Regions from separate parts of the Sus scrofa genome. Here regions 1 and 3 are each linked to region 2. Evidence: chromatin contacts called from public Hi-C data. All regions are on one chromosome and are shown on one strand. The core of a region is the stretch at or near the end of the contact, and the rest is flanking DNA. Distances in the headings are between cores, read along the strand shown.

Evidence for each region. A called contact is a pair of places that touch in the nucleus more often than the background predicts.
Region 1: a Hi-C map of liver shows a contact between it and region 2, with 6 times the contacts expected there. The contact joins two enhancer-like sites. A contact is called at or near these places in 1 of 5 promoter capture datasets (liver), 6 of 47 Hi-C or Micro-C datasets (embryonic fibroblasts, liver and skeletal muscle) and 2 of 2 datasets of contacts at active chromatin or transcription factors (alveolar macrophages and skeletal muscle).
Region 3: a Hi-C map of liver shows a contact between it and region 2, with 1.9 times the contacts expected there. The contact joins two enhancer-like sites. A contact is called at or near these places in 3 of 47 Hi-C or Micro-C datasets (fetal liver and liver) and 1 of 2 datasets of contacts at active chromatin or transcription factors (alveolar macrophages).

What each region holds. Positions count from the first base shown.
Region 1 is chr14:56,455,880-56,460,678 of Sscrofa11.1, reverse strand. No RefSeq gene overlaps it. Among named protein-coding and RNA genes, the nearest start is that of IRF2BP2, 88 kb to the left of the region's middle. Within about 2 kb of position 3,323, at least 23 of the 83 cell types and tissues checked have an H3K27ac peak or open chromatin away from gene starts, as enhancers often do. A contact at or near this core is called in liver, where this site is marked.
Region 2 is chr14:56,322,331-56,326,910 of Sscrofa11.1, reverse strand. No RefSeq gene overlaps it. Among named protein-coding and RNA genes, the nearest start is that of TOMM20, 210 kb to the right of the region's middle. Within about 2 kb of position 2,575, at least 6 of the 83 cell types and tissues checked have an H3K27ac peak or open chromatin away from gene starts, as enhancers often do. A contact at or near this core is called in fetal liver and liver, where this site is marked.
Region 3 is chr14:56,489,898-56,494,676 of Sscrofa11.1, reverse strand. The region is part of intron 4 of LOC102158473 (a long non-coding RNA gene); the gene reads left to right. Among named protein-coding and RNA genes, the nearest start is that of IRF2BP2, 54 kb to the left of the region's middle. Within about 2 kb of position 2,061, at least 4 of the 83 cell types and tissues checked have an H3K27ac peak or open chromatin away from gene starts, as enhancers often do. A contact at or near this core is called in fetal liver and liver, where this site is marked.

The DNA.
Region 1 (4,799 bases), core at 2,074-4,573, 130 kb before region 2:
AATTGAGCCTTTTATGTCTTCTTGGGTCACCAAGATTCAGGCTCCTTAAATGCTCTTAGACCAAAGGCTGGCTCCACACCCAGGAGACTTCATTAACATTTCATCCTCCCATGGCTCTGTGATGAAGGCAGTAGAACAAGCCTGCCCTTTGTTGTGAGGGGCGCTTGTGTGTGTGTCTTTTCCACGAATCTCCCCTAGTGCATCCTTGGGCAAAATGTCCTGTTGGCCTCAAGGACAGTAAACATGTCAGCCTACACTGATGAGAGGTAATTAAGCAACCCTATGATATACTCATGTTGCAGGGTCCTGCTTGGAGTTCCATCACAAAGACCCTATCGTCTCTCTTTTAGAAAGACCTCACGTCTCGATTTAAGGGTTTTTTGAAACTATTGGATTATATTGAAAATTTCGTAGAAAGACAGGGCCTCGGTAAAAAAAAAAAAAGAGGAATGTGAACTTTAAATATAGGTGGATGAGGGAGTTCCCGTTGTGGCTCAGTGGAAACGAATCCAACTAGTATCCATGAGGATGCAGGTTCAATCCCTGGCTTCGCTCAGTGGGTTGGTGAGCCATCAGCTTCAGTGTAGGTGGAAGATGTGGCTCAGATCCCCTTTTGCTGTGGCTGTGGGGTAGACTGGCAGCTGCAGCTCTGATTTGACCCCTAGTCTGGGAATGTCCGTATGCTGCAGGTGCGGCCCTAAAAAGCAAAAAAAAAAAAAAAAAAAAAAAGAGTTGGGTGATTTTTTATAATCCCAACTTTGAATGAAGGCAAAGGAGCTTAATTTAAACAAATGAATGATTAGAGTTGCCTACCAATATATAAACATCATAATTTAAAATGTAATCATCATTCTTCTCCATTCAGCCATTATCCTGGTCTGATTTCTAGCCCTGTTCTTTCTACACAAGAGCTAAGGATTTGGCCTGTTTTAACAGCCACTTTTTTTTTTTTTTTCTTTTTTTTTTTTGGCAAACAGCAGGACAGAACACACTGCAATCAAATCAGCCTCTAAGTTGGCCCCAAACATCAAATGGGCCTGGGCATGATGGCGTATTTTCAGGCACATATAAACTTGGCCTGTATTCCTCAGGGCGTGAGTCTGGCACCTCTCTGGATCAGTAAATAGGCTTTTTGAAAAGCCCAAACAAACCATAAGGAAATCCTGCATTCTGAAACAAAAGGTATAAAAGCTAAGTAAAGACACACACTGCCATTGTCTGCTTTGCCAGGATGTGAGCTGTTGCCTTGGGAGAAAGATAACATGAAAGAGGCCATAATTGCAGGGCCAAGACTGCAGGCCCCACAAAAACAGGACGAAACATAGCAAAAGCGGGGGAAAAAAAAAAAAAAAAAGAGAGCTCCATGTGCTCTCAGCTGAGCCAGGAGAGAAAAAAAAAAAATCAAAAGAGCAACTCCTTCTTTAGCGTGTTCAAGAAATGGAGACAGAGGGCGAGGAAAATGAGGAAGATCACCAGGATTAAGTTAAAGTTTTCAGGAAAAACACAGGGCAGGAGAAAGAAAGAAAGAGAAAAAAACAAAACAAACAAACAAACAAAAAAAAACACCAGGCAGAACAGCTAAAGGAAGTAAGGGGAAGAGGACATGTTTTTTTAAACACATTTGCTTTTTTTTTTCTTTTCTTTTTTTGTTCAAGGGGAGGAGTGTGGAAAAAGAAAAAATAGGGCCATTTCATGAATGAGGAGAGGGTTGAAAGCTAGACAGACGGTTCCACATTAGCTGAGCTTCTAGATGGCTCTTTAAAAAGTATCTTAAACCAGGAACATGAAGATAAGGGCTAAGGACAATTGGGAAATAATGAAGATGTTGTCAATAAACTATTGATAAGGAGGGGTTAAAGGAGTATTTAGAGAAATTGAAGATATGCAAATGAGAGGCTGAAATAACACATGCATCCCAGGGTATTTAGTGGAACAGGCTCAAGAATTTGCGACACTATGAGGCAATTACTATTATTTTTTTAGTTGAAGTGTAGTTGATTTACAATGTTATGTTAGTTTCTGGAGTGCAGCAAAGTGATTCCTATATATATATATATTTTTTTACACATATCTTTTATATTTATATAGATATATCTTTCTATATATATCTTTTTCAGATGATTTTCCATTATAGGTTATTACAAGATATAATGCCCTATGCTATATTGTAAATCTTTGTTGGTTATCTATTTTATATATAGTGGTGTGTATCTGTTAATCCTAAACTCCTAATGTAACCCTTCCCCCATCCTTTCCCCTTTAGTAACTGTGAGATTGTTTTCTAGAGGCAATTATTTTTAATGCCATCCTGTGCAAAGGGGGTACTAAACACAGGTGTCTTAACACGACATTGCATCTCACGTTGCTGTGATGCATGATAAATGCATTTGCTGTTCTCAGAGTCACACATATTAGTCTGGGTCTTATCCTTACCTCCTCTCTCAGTAACAATATGAGAGGCTTAACTAAAGCAAAAGGAGTTTAAAAATGCTGTTTAGTATTAAATAGAACCTGCCCTCCCCCCCAAAAAAAAGGAAACTGAGGCATTGGGTAATCAAGGGAATGGTTGAAAGATCCAAGACTGAGTCAACGACTGAGTTATGACCCATTTTCCAGAATTCAGACATCTTCCAAAAGAAGAAAGCGCACAGAGGTAAGCTGGGTCTCAGGTGCGAATACAGATGGGTTCACTACTGGAAGCCACCAGCGCAGGGAGCCAGCCTGGAAGCGGACCTTGGTCTGCATCCACGACTCGGCCACCGCCAGAGCTGGTTTTTCCAGCCCCTTTCCTGCTCCCAGGTGGCAGAGCTAAAAATCAGGACACCAGCTCATTCTTTCAGTCCCCATTCCAAGCAAATCTCAGGTGGACTCTAGCTATGCTTTGTGAATTGCACCTGCCAGAGCTGCACAGCCAAGCAAGAGGAGGGAAATGCCTTAGTGGTTTCTGCACATAGACCAGACCAAGGGAGAAATTAACCTTAAGCTAGTGAACAACAAAAGTGTGCTTTGAGAAGTCAAATGAAGGAGGTGATGGTGGTTAGCGGACGGCCCTACACACCTTGTGTGTGTGTCTTGCTGAATCACTCTGTCCAAAGCTGGCAGGTGACAGACACAGGGTTACCTCCTGGATCGGTCTCTGGGGGTCCCTCCAGTTTCTGCGTCTCCAGACTGGGCAGTGCATGCAAGGTCTCCCCTGCTCACACCTGTTACTCATCCCAGCCACCTGATCTGAAGCGTCCTTGGGGACAGTGTTTTCACTCTGCCTGCTCTCTTGTGCTGGTGGATCGATGACAGTCAGCAAAGAACAAGCTGTGCCAGAGAAGAACGTCCTCTTCCTCTGGGCTGACTCAGCTTGGGACAGGAAGACCGGGGCATCTGGCATTTGGTGAAGCCCTTGATTGTCCCTTACGAAATATTAACCGAAATGGATTGGCGTTGGCCTCGTTCTGAGAAGGTCACCCAGGATGCGTTTGAAAGGAAGAGGCCCTGTGTCAACAAAGAGGAGTGATAAGCAGCCCGCCATTTCTCTGAACTGATGCGCCCGATGATCGTGTACCGCAGGCTCGGTTTTATATCTCTCCACAGATCAGTGTGCTTTTATGACAACCATCTCCATAGCAACCAGGTGTCCAGACACTAAATGGATCATGGGGATATGAAATCTCAGCCTGGGAAGGAAAGCCCACCCCGCCGCCCGACTGCCATTTCCGAGGCGCTGTTTTAGGATGAGGGCTGTTGGGTGGGTCCAGGGGACATGGGTGGCCTTCCCTAGGGCCCTGCTTAGCACAGGGACAGCCGGATGGCGGAGGAGCATTTTTTTGATTATGTTTACTAATGACCCAGAAGAAAGGGTAAATAACAGGTCATTGAGACACTGATGAAACCAAATGGGAAAGAGCTGCAAACACCAGAGAGACCAGAGAAATTATGTCAGTGGCAGTGGAGGAAAGAACCTGGGGAGGGTTATCCTGGGAACCCCGGAGTTAGTACTTCTGGGGGCCCGAGAGTCCCAAATGAGAAGGTGAACAATGCAGGGATTGTTTGGTGGGATCTGGGAGAGAAAGATGACAAGTAAGCTTAACACAGGGAAACATACCAGAACGGATAGTGAGGAGCTCAGGGAAGGGGCCGTCAGCCCAGGCTCCCCTGAGTGGTTGAGATGAATCCAGACAGCTGACCCTGGGAGGCTCAGAGGGAGGTGGTGGGGATGCAGCCCAGGATGCAGGGTGTCCACAGAGCAGCATCCTCAGGGCTGGAGGCAGCTGTGCCATGAGTCACACTGACTTCTCCCCAAAGGTGAGTCTCAACAGTCCTGCCATACCTGGAGCTTCTTTTGTTCAGCAATGATGTCCACATGCTGACAGTGCATGGAGGGCAGAGCGGGAAGGAAGGCACGGACAGATACAGTGGAACAAAAGGAGATGTAGTTGGGACCTCCGGGAAGAATTTTCCCGAGTGACATCTAAATAGGCTGCAAATGGCCCTTTGGAGGGAACTCCCATCCCTTGTCATAATCTAAACCAGGACCGGACTGGGAGGGGTGGCAACACATGGGTGTCAGGGGGAGGGCGGGGCCACCCCGCTTCTTTGTCTCGTCAGCCCATGACCCACGGGGTTGAGGCTTAAATGTGCCATTCGTCTACTGCACGAGGATCCTTGAATCCCCACACTAGGTGTGTCCATTGAAGAGAGTTCTGCCCTCTCCCAGGGGAAAGCTGGGGGTTAAATCTGTAACTGTCAGCCTGCCTGGCAACAAAATAAAAGGAAACCACATTCTTCATGAATGAAGGAAGGAGCAG
Region 2 (4,580 bases), core at 1,326-3,825:
ATTCTGCAGTAAAGCAAAGCACACCACAAAGGGGTGCCAAGGCCACGCCCAACCTACCTTCGCCCCCATTTCCCCATCTATTGCAGTGCCTGAGCTGAATAAAAAGACAGTGGCCAATTGTCAGGGGAGAGGCAAAATTTGGGTGCTATGCTGGCTGCATTCATAGGTATTATCTTTCAGTACAACCCCTGGGAGTCTGTCCTAAGTTCCTGGGGTGCAGAGGGCATTGAAAGAAATGGAATAAGTGGAACTTGGGCTTGTCATCCTTTAAGAATAAGAATGGCCTGCATTTGGCAGCTGGGTCCCAGCTGTTAGATGTGGGGAGGGGCTGCCCCCTTTCCCATCAGGAGGAGAGGAGGTCGACTCCAGGAAGATAGACCTCAGTGTGGCTAATCTCAGGTCATGTCAAAGCCAATCCACTTCAGCAGGAGCCCAACAGGCACAGCAGAGGCCCAGCCAGAATGGCAAAGGAGACCAGAGTGGCAGCTGCCAGGCAAAACTATGTCCTGCCAAGGAGAATCTCTGAGTCCTCTCCACACCCTTACCATCCAGAGGAAGGGAGGCATTGGGCTCTGAAAGTTATGCTGATGGGGCTCCAACCAACTCCTTCTGCCATCTGAAAACCCCTATGTCCGCCTCCCTCCAAATCAGCTCCTTCTGTACTGGCTACAACACCACTCTCCAGCAGTCACCCTGCTTGGCACCTCAAAGTCATCCTAGACCTGTCCTACCTCCAAACCCCACACCCAACGAGCCTCAGATTCCTGCAGGGCCTTCCTTCATAACAGCCCTCATAGATATTTATTTCTTTCCATTTCCACCATCAATAAAGAGCCTCTCAGAATACTTCCTTCCCATTGTCTTTCCCTCTTGGGAAACATTCATATCATTTAGATTGTGGGTTCGATCCCTGGCCTCACTCAGTGGGTTAAGGATCTGGTGTTGCCGTGGGCTGTGGTGTAGGCTGCAGACATGGCTTGGATCCTGTGTGGCTGTGGCTGTGGTGTAGGCCGGCAGCTGGAGCTCCAATTAGACCCCTAGCCTGGGAACCTCCATATGCAGGCAGTGCGGCCCTAAAAGACAAAAGACAAAAGACAAAAAAAAAAAAAAAAAAAGAATGCTGTTTAAGCCCATGAACCTGCCCTTCCGAGCCCTTTCCGATCAGCCTCAATCGATTTTTCCATGCTCACCTACTCCCCCTGAACCCCCTCACATCTGCTCAACTGTCTGCTCAGTGTATGTTTGAACATGTTTTATCAATGGCTATTTATTCTATTCCTTTCCCCAGAGACAACAGGTGCTGATGTCTCCTTAGCAACTTCCACGTTGGAGGCACAGTTTTAACCACTGTACGCCCACCTAACAATGTCAGCCTCACAACAACCCTCAGCAGCATGTACAATTATCACCCAACTTTACAGATGGGGTAACTGAGACACAGAGAGGATAAGTAAGTGGCCCAAGGCCACACATCCAGAGAGTGGTAGAGTCAATGTTCAGCCCGTGCCCTCTGGCTCCAAGTTCACTGACCGGAGAGGCCCATGTTGACAAACAAACCTGTTTGTGCAGAAGGGTGCCAGGACAGCTCAGTCCTTTAGCCTTAACCAAGATTGGCAGCGTGTTACAGGGGGTTTGGCGTGTGATTCTTGGAGGAAAGAAAGTGTTCCTGCTGACCTTCAGGGCTGGGAGAGGATGATGAAACACTAAGTCATCCTGCCATTAAAATTAAGTTCAATCACCCCTAATGGAATGTCACCTCCGAGATAACCATTAAAGCCACCCGCCTCACAGGCTGCTAGGGTTCCCCATAAATCACCCGCACCTTGTCCCTCTCACTGCCATTGTGCTGGAGGAGGGGGAAGCCTGGGGGAAATGCTGGGGGACCTCAGATCGGCCCTGAGGGTGTCGCACGGAGGACGGAGGTCTGCTGCCTGATCCCGCGATGGAGACAATTGTATTTCAGCACAGTGGGGATGTGGACTTGGCGGAAGGTGAAAGCCTCCACGATGCATGAAGACCCTGAGCTGCACGCTGCTGGCTTGCGTTCTCTCTGCCAACCAAGTGAAATCGGGCTGCGGCATGGAGCAGCCTTGCCTGGTCCCCTAACCCCCACCCTCGGCCCCAGGATCCCAGACCCTGCCACTCACAGCTATGAGGCTCCAGGAGCGCTCACGCTGTCTCAGACTCAAGGCATCTAGCGTCTGGGGCACCAAAACCCTTCACCCACACAATGAGATGAGACGGTTGTTTTTACAGATGAAAACAAGGCAAGAGGAGGAGAAATGAGTTGGTAGGAATAATGAGTGCAGGGCTGGGCCCTCATGCTCCGCCATCCTGTTCCTTGAGCACCTACACAGGCATTGTTTCTTTCTTCCTTTCTCTCTTTCTTTCTTCCTTCCCTCCTTCCTTTCTTTCTTTCCTTTTTTGGCCGCCCCCTCCCCGGCATTTGGAGCTCCCAGCCCAGGGATCAGATCTGAGCCGTAGTTGCAACCTATGCCACAGCTGCAGCAAAACCGGACCCTGAAGTCACTGTGCTGGGCCAGGGATCAAAAGTGCATCCCAGCGCTCCAGAGATGCTGCCAAAACGATTGCACCACAGCGGGAACTCCCAGGCATCACCTCTCCTGTATGAAACATGCTCCTGCACTGACAACCCCAGATCTTTAACCCACTGAGCCACAAAGGAAGTCCTCTCAGAGATTTTTAAAAAGCATCTGATGTGGAGAAGGGAAGGAAAAATCTTGGCCTTCCTCAAGATTGTGGTGGGCTTAAGCCTATGTAATCACATTTCATGTATATATCATAAACCGTGGTTTTCATATAATATGTAAACCATGAAATAATTTTATTTGGTCAGTAGTCTGACATGGAGTCAGTAGTTTCTAGCTTGTAAGCCAACATAAAACAGTCTGTGTCCACTTCAGGAAGAGAAACTTTTCCATCCTCTGAGACAGGGGTTCCCGTCTCCAGGAACCCACAGGGATGCTTTGAAGGGGCCCTTAATGGTTCTGCCCACACGTAGACCTGGCCCAACGTTTCTTCTCCAAAGACAGCAGCTGTGTACTCCCTGAACCCCCAGGCCCAAACCTTCCACAGCTGGCACAAATGAGAAATTTTTTACTAACTTAATAGAGGGGTGGGTGTGACATGGCATGGAATAAAGTCAGGATGCTGAACTGCTGCTCCGAGAATCTGTGACCATAATTCTAACCCCTCTCCCCACCACCAACAAATCACTTAACTCCTCTCCCCACCCAGACAAATCATTTACTCTCCCTGAAGCCCTTTTTTTTTTTTACTGTAAAATTTTCATTGATTTAACTTCAAAACGAAACAAAACGAATCTGTGTGTTAGATGTCAGAAAAGTAGTTACCTTTGAGCTGGGTGGCATGTCACTGGAATGGGACATGAATGGAACAATGAGGGGCCCTGAAGCCTTTTTGAAAAAGTTATTTGAGAAATGTGAATTACAAGCGTCTCTGAAAATACACAGTACATGCATGTCCTGTTCCACAGGCTATTCACTCTCCTTGGAATATACCTGCAATGTTCTTCCCTCTTCCCCTTCCCCTTCTTCCAGGAAATCCCTCTGTGTCTTTCAAGACTTAGCTTGGAAGTCACCTCCTCCAGGAAGCCCTGCCATACCCCCAGAAGTCTGAGATGGGTGTCTTTCTCTGTCTGCCATGCGCCTGGGCTCCCTCCCACCATGACACTGGTGGTCTCTCTCTTTCATTCAACGGTGAACTCCTTGCCAGCAAAGGGGGTCTTGACCACCACTGGATCCCCAGAACCTAGGCAGGCAGAACCTGGCCCATAGTGATTCTCAAAAAGATCTGGTTGAACAAATGAATCATAAAGCTAAAGTCCATACTCCAAGCCATATTTTCTCATTTGCTTGCAAGATGACATAGAGATTACACCTCTGGAAATAAACAAGTCAGAGGTTGTGAGATCAGAAAGTTGGGTCAGAAAGCAGAGCAAGGGGCAGGAGGTGCCACCACCCTGACACACCAGGCCCCTGGCTCCAACTAACCCCACTAAATGACACAGCAACACAGGGAGAGAGGGCAACCTTTCTGCCCCTGGTCAGGCTGTAAAAAGTGGTGGCAAGAAAGCATGTCCTAGTTTGCCTCCTCAGATGATGCCAGCCTGTGGAATTTAACCACGAGAATATTGATAAATCCCAGAACAAAGTTAGAGGCCAAAGTCAATATGTGGCAGCAGCCAGAATTATAGTCATCCTGGGTCCCAAAGGTCATCTGGTCAACCCTCTGCTCTGCCTACAAATACCTGTGGATCCAACCCATCACTCCCAGTCATGGGGGCGGGGGAGGTTTCAAAATCTCAAGACTCCAAGTTTTAAGTGGTAAAGAAAAAAAAAAATTCAGTCCCTGATTCCTCCAATACAGTGATGTTTTTGAGAGTCAATAGGCCACTTAAAATACACACTGTGCTACGATGGGACCCACCACAAGGAACACCAAGATGAGAAGACATGTCATACCTGCCCTCAGAAAGCTCATGATGGAAACGGGGCAAAGAGCCTGGTTCAGCTGTGGGCACAGGTGGGGTCACCCAT
Region 3 (4,779 bases), core at 812-3,311, 170 kb before region 2:
GGCGGCCATCTGCAAGCTGAGGTGAGAGGCCTTGGGAGAAATCAAACCTGCTGATACCCTGATCTTGGAATTTTAACCTGTTTTTTGAAAATACAATTCATTTCATAATTTGGGTACTTACTAGTTTTTTTTTTTTTCTTAAATATATACCACAATCCATATCTCAGGAGATTATGGATAACAAACCTCAGTATGATTTCCTAACATGTTTCAGATTGGTTTTTTTTTGTTGTTGTTGTTCTAAATTACCTATCCCTACAGTCACTCTTTTGTACTTGTTGAGTATAGATTTAATTATTGTCATATGCAGTGGGTCTCTGCTTTTTATCAAGTTTTATTCAAGGAAAGTTTATGACAAAGTGAATTGCCTTGAAATAGATTATATTTTACCATAGGAACAGCGATGTAATTAAAAGTTTTATTCTTGATTTAACATCACATGAATTCTAGATATGACCATAATATGTCAGAAAAGTAAAAACACAGCTGTTTTAAACCTTTTTAATTGATTGCAAGAGTCAAAATAATGCCCAAGCCCTTTAAAGTGGGGTTAAGTAGACTATATATGTTTTGTAATAAAAAGGGCTGTGTGTGTATAAAATGTAAAAATTCAGGGAGTTCCCACTGAGGCTCAGCCAGTTAAGAATGTGACTAATAGCCATGAAGATGTGGGTTCGATTCCTGGCCCCACTCAGTGGGTTAAGTAGCCAGTGTTGCTGCACACTATAGTGTAGGTCTCAAATGCGACATAGATCCACTGTTGCTCTGGCTGTGGTGTAGGCCTCAGCCGCAGCTCTAATTCAACCCCTAACCTGGGAACTGCCATACGCCGCAGATGTGGCCCTAAAAAGATCAAGTAAATAAATAAAAATAAAATAATAAAAATTCCCTGTTTTTTCACCTTTTCCTTGACAGTCCAGTTTACACACTGGCATAAATTAATTTTAATAATGGATACTCCAAGTTGACAGGCCTTTACGAGTAACCCTTCTCTTATAGGAATGGGTTGAAATCCTTGAGTGGAAGTTGCCCACTGGGAGCCTCCGCCACCTCCGACTTCCCTCTCCTCCCCTTCCCAGCCTTAGCTCACTGTTCAGCCTGCTGGTCAGGAGCCCCCCTGGGTCCTTCACAAACACTCCCCTCCCTCCACCCCATCTTCCTGCTTCAGTGCCTTGTTCTCTGCCTGCTCAACCCTTGCCCATCTCTCCACCCACATAAACCCCTTTCCTCCTTAGGGGCTCTGCCCCAGTTCCTGTGCCTCCCAGACCCACACAGCAAGCCCCTACTGAGCCTGAGTACCCATATAGGACCCCAGAGGGCAGCTGGCAGGCCATCTTGCACCTCACTGGGGCATCACTCTGCTGTTGCTGCTGTGTTGTGCCACCCTGGCTGGATAGTCTGCTCCCTTCACCACTGTGCATCAGTAAAGGAGAGACACCAGCTTTTGCTGAGGGCCTACTATGTGCCAGGCACCATGGCTGGCATTCTTACATATGTCCCCTCATTGAATCCCTACAACCATGTTATGTGGCAGAAATTAGTATTTCCATTAACAACAGACAATTACAGAGGCTAAATAACTTCTTCAACTAACTCAGCTAAGAAGGGATGGGACCAGAATTTAAACACAGAAAGTGCACAGGAAGGATCTAAGACTAGAAATCGGGAGATCTCCAGTTCAATTAACCTCTCTGAATCTCATTTTTTTCCCATTAACAAAGAGGGCTAACAACACCCACCTCTTGGAAATGTGTGAATTAACAGGAGACATACTTTTTTTTAATCAACTGTGGTGACTATGGCTCCTGATGCTTAGTGCACTCTGAGGCTCAGTAAATAGGCATTCCTAGATTGAATTCTATTTCTTCTCATACAAATTGCAGAATCTCTTGTCTCGCCTGCCGTGCCTGCTGTCTCCTGTTCTGAGTTGGTTACAGTTATATTCACATTTTCAATTTGGAAAAAGAAAATCATGCCGTGATGGGCTGAGAAGCATTTCCCGGTCCAGAGGATCAGACAGTCAACACGGACCTGCACACATTTGCAAACATTACTCAATGTCCTCGGGAGAATTCCTCCCAGTATTTTGTAATCGGCGTTGAAGAGTCCTAACGAACTCCCCTGTGTCCTGTCTGTTGGTTTCCACTCCTTGAACGATAACAGTGGTTCACCCTCATGGTTGGGTTTTGCACTTATTAGGGCTCACTTAAATGGACTGAGAACCCTTGATAGGAGTGATTTTCTCTGCAGGCCAAGCTACCTAAGAAAGGCAGTATTAGTCACATGCAGAGTAATTTTTTTGTTTCTTTTTAAAAATCTATTTTATTGAAGTATAGTTGATTTACAACCATGTGTTAATTTCTGCTGTACAGAAAAGTGACTCAGTTTTATATATATATGATCTATGCCAGGAGATTGGAGCGAGTTCCCTGTGCTGTACGGTAGGACCTCATTGCTTATCCATTCTAAATGTAATAGTTTGCATTTACTAACCCCAAACTCTCAGTCCATCCCTCTCCCTCCCCTTAAACCCCTCCGCCTTGGCAACCACAAGTCTATTCTCTTGTCTGTGAGTCTCTCTGCAAAGTCATTTATTTTTGCTAAGAGTTCTGTTGTTCCTTTTCACGATAGCGGTAACTGAGTTTTGGCTTCTGACTTATCTTTCCGCACCTTCTGAATATTTGTGCACTATACTCAGCATCTTTTTTGGGGTGAGGTTCTGTTATTTACTTGGGGCTTCAGGTTTCCTTCTTGGTACTTGTCATTCCTTTTGTGACTACCCAGCTTAGCTCCTTGCAAACGCATTTTCTCTATTCTCATCACAGTATGATTTTGACCCTCAGCCTTCCTATTTAACCTTTCAGAAATTTCCTGAAGCAGACTCTTCTCGCCCTGCTGTAATTAGAGTTCCTGTCTCAGAACTTGCCTCATCTATAATTTCTCTCCTGCTTGTAGATTTCCTTTCATTTAAATAAGTAAAAGCAGTAACTTTTTACATTTTGTTTTACTTATGTATTATTTTTCGTCTTTTGTCTTTTTAGGGCCGCTCCCGCGGCATATAGAGGTTCCCAGGCTAGGGGTCAAATTGGAGCTGTAGCTGTCGGCCTACACCACAGCCACAGCAATGCCAGATCTGAGCTGTGTCTGCAACCACACTACAGCTCACAGCACGCTGGATCCTTAACCCACTGAGCAAGACCAGGGATCAAACCTGTGTCCTCACGGATACTAGTTGGGTTCATTAATCACCGAGCCACGACAGGAAAGCCTACATTTCTTTCTTTCTTTCTTTCTTTTCTTTTCTTTTCTTTTTTTTTTTTTTTTTTTTTTTTTTGTCTTTTTGCCTTTTCTAAGGCCACTTCAGTGACATATGGAGGCTCCCAGGCTAGGGGTCAAATCAGAGCTGCAGCCGCCAGCCTATGCCAGAGCCACAGCAACGTGGGATCTGAGCCACGTCTGCAGCCTACAGCACAGCTCACAGCAACGCTGGATCCTTAACCCGCTGAGCAAGGCCAGGGACCAAACCTGAAACCTCATGATTCCTAGTCAGATTCGTTAAGCACTGCGCCACGACGGGAACTCCAAGGAACTCCTACATTTCTTAATTGTAGTTTTAATAGCTTGGATTTTTCTGGTAGGAAACTTGCTTACCCTTTGTATTTCCTTTTCCACCACAACTAGCTATACAAAATCATACTTTTTTGGCCACACCTTCAGCCCTGCAGAAGTGCCCATGCCAGGGGTCTAACCCACAGCAGTGACCTGAGCCTAATCCTTAACCCACTGAGCCACCAGGGAACTCCAAAATCATACTTATTTTTAAGATGAAACAGTCCACAAAAATAGGCCCCAGTAGCACTTTTGTGCTTAAAGTTAATAACTTCTAGATATAAATTTTGTTTTCTATCCTGCATTCTTGATCTATAAGATTGCTCAGTGATCAAAACAGAAAACTTATCCAAACAAATCCATTCTGTAGTATCTATAATATGAGATCTTTTCCTCTTCTTTTCCAATATATAAGCCTTTTTCACTCTGCCTAGTTCAGCTATTCATAAATATGAATCAGTCCCATTGATTTATCAATTCCATTTTACATCTGTTAATAGGCACGTCTCTGGATAGGCATCAAATGGTTAATCCACTTTAACTAGTTTCATCAATTCTCTTCTGAAGAACGTTTGCTTTAGCAAAGTCAAAGGGAATGTATTTCTTCCTTTTTTTCTTAGGGCCTCATCTTTGGCATATGGGAGTGCTGGGCTAGGGGTTGAAGTGAAGCTACAGCTGCTGGCCTACGCCACAGCCATGGTAACCCTGAATCCAAGCCACATCTGTGACCTGTGCCACAGCTTGAGAGCATAACCCACTGAGCAAGGCCAGGGATTAAACCTGCATCTTCATGGTTACTAGTCGGGTTTGTAACCTGCTGAGCCACAATGGGCACTCCCCATATTTCCCTTTAAAAAGCTATCTTAGGTTCATTAGTTCCAGAATCATGGATATGATCCTAGTTATAGGAGCTCTGAGAATAGAAACCTGTACTTATCAGACTCAGAGAAATAAAAGCTTGCAGAGTAAGTATAGGAGTAGCAGGCATCCTGGGAAAGCCAACCCACCTGGAGACTGACGACAGGTGAGCTGAGGAAGTGGCCCATCTACCTGGGCAGGTGCCAGGCATCACTGATCCTGGGGAGCTCCCTTGTGTTGCATGGGCATCCAGGGTGGTTTTGCAGGCCCCCCGATACAGACACATGTCACGGGCATGTGCTTCAGCCTCTG